Linked DNA regions of Mus musculus: regions 1 and 2 are each linked to region 3. The links are chromatin contacts, called in public Hi-C and HiChIP or PLAC-seq maps. All regions are on one chromosome and are shown on one strand. The core of a region is the stretch at or near the end of the contact, and the rest is flanking DNA. Distances in the headings are between cores, read along the strand shown. Region 1 holds the start of Fbxw5 (F-box and WD-40 domain protein 5). Region 2 holds the start of Rexo4 (REX4, 3'-5' exonuclease). Region 3 holds the start of Snapc4 (small nuclear RNA activating complex, polypeptide 4).

What was found. Hi-C and Micro-C count contacts between places; a contact is called where the count stands out from the background. HiChIP or PLAC-seq counts read pairs in DNA pulled down with a chosen protein or histone mark.
Region 1: a contact with region 3 is called in a Hi-C map of CD8 T cells, with 4 times the contacts expected there. The contact joins the promoter of Fbxw5 here to the promoter of Snapc4 in region 3. A contact is called at or near these places in 5 of 39 promoter capture datasets (the C10 cell line, the SN4741 cell line, hippocampal neurons and 2 more), 2 of 484 Hi-C or Micro-C datasets (CD4 T cells and CD8 T cells) and 1 of 9 other capture datasets (pancreatic islet).
Region 2: an H3K4me3 HiChIP or PLAC-seq map of bone marrow-derived macrophages shows a contact between it and region 3, with 2.6 times the contacts expected there. The contact joins the promoter of Rexo4 here to the promoter of Snapc4 in region 3. A contact is called at or near these places in 2 of 115 datasets of contacts at active chromatin or transcription factors (bone marrow-derived macrophages and microglia).

The regions. Positions count from the first base shown.
Region 1 is chr2:25,499,447-25,502,146 of GRCm38.p6, forward strand. Fbxw5 (F-box and WD-40 domain protein 5) reads left to right here and starts at 1,304. Exons shown (of 9, transcript NM_013908.5): 1 at 1,304-1,440; 2 at 2,490-2,700. The coding sequence starts at 2,513. C8g (complement component 8, gamma polypeptide) reads right to left here and starts at 1,060. Exons shown (of 7, transcript NM_027062.2): 1 at 648-1,060; 2 at 393-529; 3 at 143-213; 4 at 1-59. The coding sequence starts at 785.
Region 2 is chr2:26,962,979-26,965,694 of GRCm38.p6, forward strand. Rexo4 (REX4, 3'-5' exonuclease) reads right to left here and starts at 1,408. Exons shown (of 8, transcript NM_207234.2): 1 at 1,074-1,408. The coding sequence starts at 1,340.
Region 3 is chr2:26,379,232-26,381,968 of GRCm38.p6, forward strand. It overlaps Snapc4 (small nuclear RNA activating complex, polypeptide 4), which reads right to left and starts at 1,422. Exons shown (of 23, transcript NM_172339.4): 1 at 1,318-1,422.

The sequences.
Region 1 (2,700 bases), core at 54-2,553, 880 kb before region 3:
AAAGCTCTGATAGTCAGTCTCAGCAACCACCATATGCACTGGTCCACGGGCCCGTGAGACTGCGGCAGAACCACAACAGCACATCAGTCCTTTCCCCTCTGCCTCCAGCCCAGAGCCCTCTCCCTTGATGCCCCTGCCTCACCTTGGAACAAGAAGCGGCCAGGGACCCCTGTGTTCTCAAAGAGTTGGCGTACCTGCCAACATATCCCATCTCTGGGGAGGGGAAGAAGGTATGTCATAAGAGGAGGCACCCAGACTCTAGGAACCCCAACCCAGGAGAGGCCATATGGGATAGCTATCTAGGCCACAGAAGAGCTAGAGATGAGGTTTAGAGTCAGGAGGGCAGAGTAAGATGGGCTCAGGGGCTGGGATGAAGTCCTGCTGGGACTCACAGCTTTCGGAAGGTGCTGACAGCCATAGCTGCACCCTGGGGAGCTGCGTGCAATGTGGTGGCCTCAGCTCGGTGTCCCTGCTCCTGAAGAAAGCGGCACGAAGAGCCCACAGCCACCAGGAGCCATGTCCCTGCAAACTGGAAGTTGACTATGAGTGCTCAGGACTGGGGAAATGGGGCACCCTGGACCAATCCCGCCAAGCTAGGCAGGTTCTTATTGCTCTTTTACCTACCCCCACTCACTCCCAGATTTTACCTTCTGAGCACTGAAATTGACCTGGGCCTGGATAGTGCTGATGGGGGAGGTAGACCCAATAGGCTTTCGAGTCCTTTGGCCCAGCGAACTGGCTGTCAAGAGCAGGGTGAAGAACAACACAGCCCCTGGAGACAGCATGGCCAACCTGCTACGGACAGTAGGTGACAGGACAGCGAGGTGGAGGGGTGCACTGTCCTAGGTCAGAGTCCACTGTCCAGTGCCACAGGAAGCACAGTCCAGGAAGTCCACATCTGTCTTCCGATTACTGAACCCCTAACCCAAGCCAGGGTCCATCCTAGAACCTAGCCTTGATAGGAGCTGGGCATTGTGTCCCAAGTGCAAAGTTAAGAGTTGACCTCTGCACCCCTATTTCCACTTGTGGTCAGTGCTCAACCCTATGCATGCAATAACTGTCTTTAACTCCACAACCAACAAGAACGTGCTCATAAAGTCACTTGTTCAAAGCCCAGCAGCAGAGAGAGCAGAGGCAGAGTCTCGAACCGGCCCAGCTGAGCCTGGCTCAATCCTCCGTCCTTTAGGGTAGCCAGGAGTGAGTACTGTTCTGTGAGTCAGAACGCTCGGAAAGTAAGAGTTTGCGCAGGCGCATAAGAAACGCTGGCTGCTAGTCGGAGCCTGAGGCGCAGGCGCAAGACGGGGAAGGGGGGGGGGGGGGAACGGTCCATCGATGCCTCGGGGCTCTCAGCGTCGAGCCTGGCGCCTCCATAAAGACGTGGAGGTGGAGACTAGAGCGGCGGCGGAAGCCGGGCGCAGCGCAGCGGGCAGAGGCACCGCGGTGAGTCCCGGCTTTGGCCCCGCCGTGCTCACTCACCTGTGTCATCTGCCCTGTCCCCAGTCACCAGCCTTGTGCCCCATTACTCCCAGTCCTGCATTCACCAGCCTTCTGCCACCTTCGGTGTCCCTTGTCCCCGATCGTGGCCTTCGTTTATTTTCTCGGGCCTGGTCCCGGTCATGGGCCTCGCTCTGCCTTGTCCTACTTTAACTGGCTTTTGTCACCTTCACGGGCTTTGTTCACTGTCACCATATTTTTTTCCTGCAATGTCTACACTTGTACAGCCTTTGGTGGCCTTATCTGGCCAGTGATGGCCTTGGCAGGTTGACGTCGTCCCAATCCACCCTCCGGTGTTCAGTGGGTGAATGAAGGAGCTGCTGCCCACTCTAGCTAAGCAGCAAAGCGTGGTCCCTGATGTCTCCTCTGACATTCAGAAACCCCAATCACTCTTAACCACCCTCCTGGCCAGGCTGTCTCCTGAGTCCAGAACGACATATGCCACTGGCTAGCAGGAACCCCTTCTCAGAAGAAAGTCAGCCTTGGCCTGAAGTCCTATAGCAGCAAGGTCAAAGACAGGGTGGGCTGCTAAACCTTGGACCTGCCAGTTTGAGCAGCCCAGACCTGTTTGCTTGTCTTGTGCTCACCTGCCTCCCTGTGCCCTGTAGCATTGGGGAAGGCATCAAAGGCCCCCACCTGGAAAGTGGGGCTGCCCCCCACTTCGCAGGTTCTACCTGGCCTAGTAGTACTCAGGGGCTTGCTGTCTGGTCCAGCAAGTCCTTTGGTGTCCTGGAGAATGTAAGGTGGTGCAACGTTACTGCCTGGGTCCTTCAAGAAGTGTTGGGTCTGTGGTGGGGCAGTGCTACTTGTACACACAAAGAGAGATGCACACATCCCTCCCCTCCCCCCGCACATGCTCAGTGCAGTGGAATTCTCCGGTGGGCAGTTGGTGGGGCTAGCTAGGACTGCCATGTCTGGAACCCCAGACTATCAGTCTCTCCCTGGGGTTGGCGATGAGGAGGCTTGGGTTCAGAGCCGCCACTGGTGGGTTTCAGGACCGTCTGGGCAGAATGTCACGATGGATGAGGGGGGCCTGCCCCTGCTCCCCGACAGCCTTGTCTACCAGATCTTCCTGAGTTTGGGCCCTGCAGATGTGCTGGCTGCTGGGCTGGTATGCCGCCAATGGCAGGCTGTGTCCCGGGATGAGTTCTTATGGAAGGAGCAATTCTACCGCTACTACCAGGTGGCTCGAGATGTGCCCCGCCA
Region 2 (2,716 bases), core at 158-2,657, 580 kb after region 3:
GAAGACCTGGAGGAAGGGAGTTCAATGGAAAGAAAGAAGTCCTGTGAAACCAGATAGGGCTGATCCATGTAGAGGAGAGGTCCAGGAGACCAATTTCTTCCTTGTGTTCAAATCTCCAGTTAAGACCACAACAAGATGGCAACCAGCTGAGAGATGTTGCAGTGAGTTTCTACTTATTCACTCCCCTAATACTTAAAAGGCCTGAAGGATTTAGATTCTTGTAGAAACCAGAGCCAAATCCAAGTTTCCTTTAGTAAACATGTCCTCCCTGCACACTTTACTTTCTTGGGAGAAAGAACAAGAACCAGCATACACAGCCCTGACTGTCCACAGGGTTTGGCTGCTCCTGGGTGTCCTGTTGGAAGATCCACACTAAGGAACAAGGTGGAGTGTTGTTATGGAGGCCAAGAAATTCCTTATTGTCTTTCTTACTGAGGCTCCATGACATACACTCCTCAAGACTCCCTAGAAGTCGACAGTGAAGGCATATTCAGCACCCCAGTTCTGCTGTTTACACCGTATGTGACCTACTTTCAACTCAAACCCTGTAAGTTATGTGTCACAATTTCCCCGTCTAAGAAACAAGGGCAGTAAAAGCATCTAACTAAGCTGGGCGTGGTGGCGCACGCCTTTAATCCCAGCACTCGGGAGGCAGAGGCAGGCAGATTTCTGAGTTCGAGGCCAGCCTGGTCTACAGAGTGAGTTCCAGGACGGCCAGGGCTACACAGAGAAACCCTGTCTCGAAAAAACAAAAACAACAAAAAAAAGCATCTAACTAGTATGGAAGAATTTATGAATGGGGGTAGGTATAGAGGCTCAGGACTAGGGAGGCTACCTAATGTAGGAGGACAACCACTAGTGTGGGTATACCCTGAGCTACAATAGTTCCAGAACCACTGGGCCAGAGTTCTGGGACATAGTTTAAGACGTTGCCAGGGTGGCAACCTAGATAAGTGATTCATAATTGAGAAAAAGAATTTGAATGAAGCAGAGGGCAACATCCCTTCCTCCTTCGGAGTCTGTGGCTACCTGACAGAAAGTTCGGGATGAAGGTGGCCTGTCGCCGGTCTCACCTCTTGCAACGCCTTCCAATTTTGAGAAAAGTTCTCGGGGGCCTTCGGCGGTCGGCCTGCCACAGCCGCCGGGTGGCTTCCCGGAACCCCACTTCCTGCCAGAGCTTTGCTCTTCCTGAACTTCTTCTTGGCTTTCTTCCTAGCGAGCTTCCTGATAGGCCCAGGTTGGGGCACCGGCGCGGTGGCCTTCGTCTTCATCTCCCCGCTCTCCGCAGTCGGAACCACCAGGGAAGAGACCGCGACTCCAGCAACCGCGCAAGCACACATTTCCCAGGGTGCAAGCGTGCTCCACTGCGCATGCGGGAACCCGGGTTGCTGTTCTCTTCGCGACCTGCTAGAAACCGAGACTGCATCTTTGGTTCCGCACGTATGCGGACTCTGCGACTAGCCCGCTAGTTAGCACTGGGGGCTGACAGCCCTGGCTAGCAGCGCTGCGGTTGGATACCCAGAGTTTGACGGAAGGGAGCCCAGACCTTCACAAAGATCTGGTGTCCCGGAAGGCCGCAAATGAGGAGACTCTGGGACACCGGAAAAGGCTGGGGGACTACTCTCGGTGTGGCACTCACGGGGGTACGGAAGAGGCGGAGGCGGGTCTTGTGTAGGTTGCCCTATGCACAACCACACACTGCGAATACCGAAGCCTTCCCCACGTCTCTGGTTTACTGACTGCAAAGGCACGCCAGCAGTGTCCGATATTAATGATAAAGCAAAATTTAATTGTGACTATATACGTATACATATACATTCTTAATCGCAGTGTTAATGACCAGCAATCTATTCTTGATCCTGATAGTGCAATACAGATGGGGCGGTCACAGTTGAATCGTTTGCCCTCGGGTTTCTCTGACTAGAGATAAGCAGCAAAGCCAACAGACCACGTAAGAAGGTTTGGGAGACTTGGTGGTGGCTGTTAGGAAAAATATCCAATCAGGACACCCCCTCCCCGGCACCCCCCAAGACCAAGTTCTGAGCACAGAGAAGGCTAGGCAGATTCCGCAACACACTTCAAATTGGCAGTTAAAGAGACTAGGCCTAAGGTATGGGCAAGTCCAAGCAACTCGATTACTAGTAGAAAAAAAAAAAAAAAATCCAGGCTCTAGCCTTCGCACCTGTTGGTATTCTGTCTGGACTCCACCCCCACCGAAACCTGGCAACAGCCAGATATGCTCCTCCACACAGTTACCTGGTAGCAGCTAGGTAGGACTGACCCTATAAAAGGGGCTGCTTGCCCCCTCATCCCTCTCTCTTTCTCTCTCACGCTTTTGCCTCTTGGCCCCTTGTTCCCCCCTTTCCCCATTCCCTTACCCCCTCTCTCCATATGCTCATGGCCAGCCTCCAATCCTCTCCTCCCCCTCCCCCTCCCCCTCCCCCTCCCCCTCCCCCTCCCCTCTCTGCCTTTGTCTCTACTACCCTCTTAACTCCCCTCCCCATGCCCCGAATAAACTCTATTCTATACTATACCGTCATGTGGCTGCTCTCTCAGGGGGAAGGGATGCTGAGGCATGGGCCCACTGAGGCACACCCTTCCCCCACACCCTGCCAGAACAGATCTTAGTAGCTCTTTCTCTTTTTATGATCACAACAGCACTCACTCAGATAATGGTTCTGGAATGCCTAGAGATAGAATAAGATAAAGCCCATCT
Region 3 (2,737 bases), core at 172-2,671:
CAAAGGCACTTGCTACCAGGCCTAAGGACCTGAATTCAGGACCAGTAATCAATGGTGAAGAGACCCTACTCCAGCTTTCCCTCAGACCTCCCCCACTATGGCACATCTACCTACACACAAGGAAATAAACAAGTATAATAACTGTAAAAAGCTGGGTGTAGAAGTCGGGTATAGTGACACACGTCTTTAATCCCAGGAATCAGGAGGCAGAGGCAGGGGGATCTCTGAGTTTGAGGCCAGCTTGGTCTACAGAGTGAGTTCCAGGTCAGCCAGAGCTCTAAAAGAAACTGTCTTCAAAAACAAAATAAAGAGCCGGGCGTGGTGGCAAAGGCCTTTAATCCCAGCACTTGGGAGGCAGAGGCAGGCGGATTTCTGAGTTCGAGGCCCGCCTGGTCTGCAAAGTGAGTTCCAGGACAACCAGGGCTATACAGAGAAACCCTGTCTCGGAAAATCCACCCCCCCCCCCCCCGCCCAAAAAAAAAAAAAAAAAAAAAAACCCAAAAAACCAAAAACCAAAATAAAGAAACAAAGAGCTGAGTGTGATGGCACATAATTTAAATCCCAGCACTTGGGGGGCATAACTAAGTGGATCTCTGCATTTCAAACCATTAGTGAGATACTGTTTCAAACAAAATTATCAAACACATTTTCACACCCAGAGCCAGAAATGAAGAAAAACATCCTGTTTGATTTCTTCCTACTAAGTTGTTGACAGCAGTCTTAACTGACTACAACAAAACAAAACAAAATCCCCTTCAACGACATTCCAATTACTTATACAGGGAACGTTTGTCAACCAACTTGGCTAGAAACAGCGGGATCTACAGATGTAGCAATAATCATTGCCACTGGATGCTTGGCCACCAACGAAAGAGTAACGTGTTTTGAGGCAGCAGCAATTCCATCTCCTCCCACAGCATCGCCCACATAAAGGAAGAAAAAGTCACGTTTTCAAGTCCTGAGCTGGGAGCCACGGTCCGCCTTTAATGACATCAGAGACACTTTGCTGCCTGTCCCTTCTAAGGCCTAACCGGGCAAGGCAGTTGGGGTCCAATGCACCCTTAGTGGCTGGATTCGATAAGCCAGGGGTGGCCGGTGGTGCTGCAGCGCATGCAACCGGTTAGAGCAGCGGTTCGGAGCACAGCACGGAGCAAATCCGGTCCTGCATCTCACCAGCTAGGGGACCTCGGCTGGGCTCCGGACGCGGGCTCTCCACTCCAGCAATGTCGCGGCCACGCCACGCCTCGGTTTCCCCGTGCTGGCTGCCCTGCCCCTCCTGGACACAACGCCTGCTACCTGCCGCCCGCCAATCCTCACCTTCTAGGCATCCCTTCCAAACTTCACAGCTGGCATCATCGCCCGGGCGACCACACGCAGATCATGCTTCTAGCAGTCGCGGAAGTCAGTAGGCTTGCACCGGAAGTCCCACCCAGGCTGCGGCGCAGGGCATGCTAGGAGGTGTGCTGGGGGGCGGGGCCCTAGCGAGGCGTTCATCTTTCTCCAGGTTCCCTGGGCTGTGTACTTAGCTCCTGGTGTTCTGGGTTTGGATGAATGATCAGTGTGTCGTTAAGTACTTTCCCGTGTGTGTCGTCCTCGGAGCCCACAACCTGGGACCGCCAGAAATGGACATTCATTCACTAAGGATTATTCTGCCTGGCCAACACATCACAGAGCTGCTGGCTAAGTAGTGGGGGGGGGGGGGCGGGAGGGCGGGGAGGGGGGGGTCGGTCTCACTCTTATGAAACAAAATACCAATAATTATCCATTATTAATTTTTTGTTTGTTTGTTTTTTCGAGACAGGGTTTCTCTGTATAGCCCAGGCTGTCCTGGAACTCACTTTGTAGACCAGGCTGGCCTTGAACTCAGAGATCTGCCTGCCTCTGCCTCTCCAGTGCTGGGATTAAAGGCGTGAGCCACCATGCCCGGCCCATTATTAATTCTTTTTTTTTTTAATTAGGTATTTTCCTCATTTACATTTCCAATACTATCCAAAAAGTCCCCAATACACTCCCCCCCACTCCCCTACCCACCCACTCCCCCTTTTTGGCCCTGGCGTTCCCCTGTACTGGGGCATATAAAGTTTGCAAGTCCAATGGGCCTCTCTTTCCAGTGATGGCCGACTAGGCCATCTTTTGATACATATGCAGCTAGAGTCAAGAGCTCCGGGGTACTGGTTAGTTCATAATGTTGTTCCACCTATAGGGTTGCAGATCCCTTTAGCTCCTTGGGTACTTTCTCTCCATTATTAATTCTTAACAGCTTCCTTAATTCTACTCTCCCTAGGCAGCTGGGTCCTCCTAGTGCCTAATAATGCCTGTGAGTAGGAGAAGCATGGCAGTGGCTTGAGGCTCAAGGCTGGTGAAAACCAAGCCTGGCGACTGGCCAGTTTGTGGGACCTGGGAAGGGCCTTGGTCTTATGGAGAACTGACTACAAGCTAGAAGTCACCTGCAACACTACTGGAGTGGGTACAGAATCATGAAATCAAAGAGTAATAGTGCATCCCTTTAATCCAACATTCAGGAAGCAGAGGTAGGTGTAACTCTGTGAGTTCAAATCCAGCCTGATATACAACAAAGCAAGTTTCAGAACTATATAGACACTGTCTCAAAAAAGAAAATAAGAGTCATATCAAGTCTGGCCCAGAGTTGGGTTTGGCCAGAGGGAGTCTGGGGCATTAAAGGAAACCTGTAGGTTCCTGGTGTAGGAACTTGTGTGGGGCAAGCCTGGTAAGAACT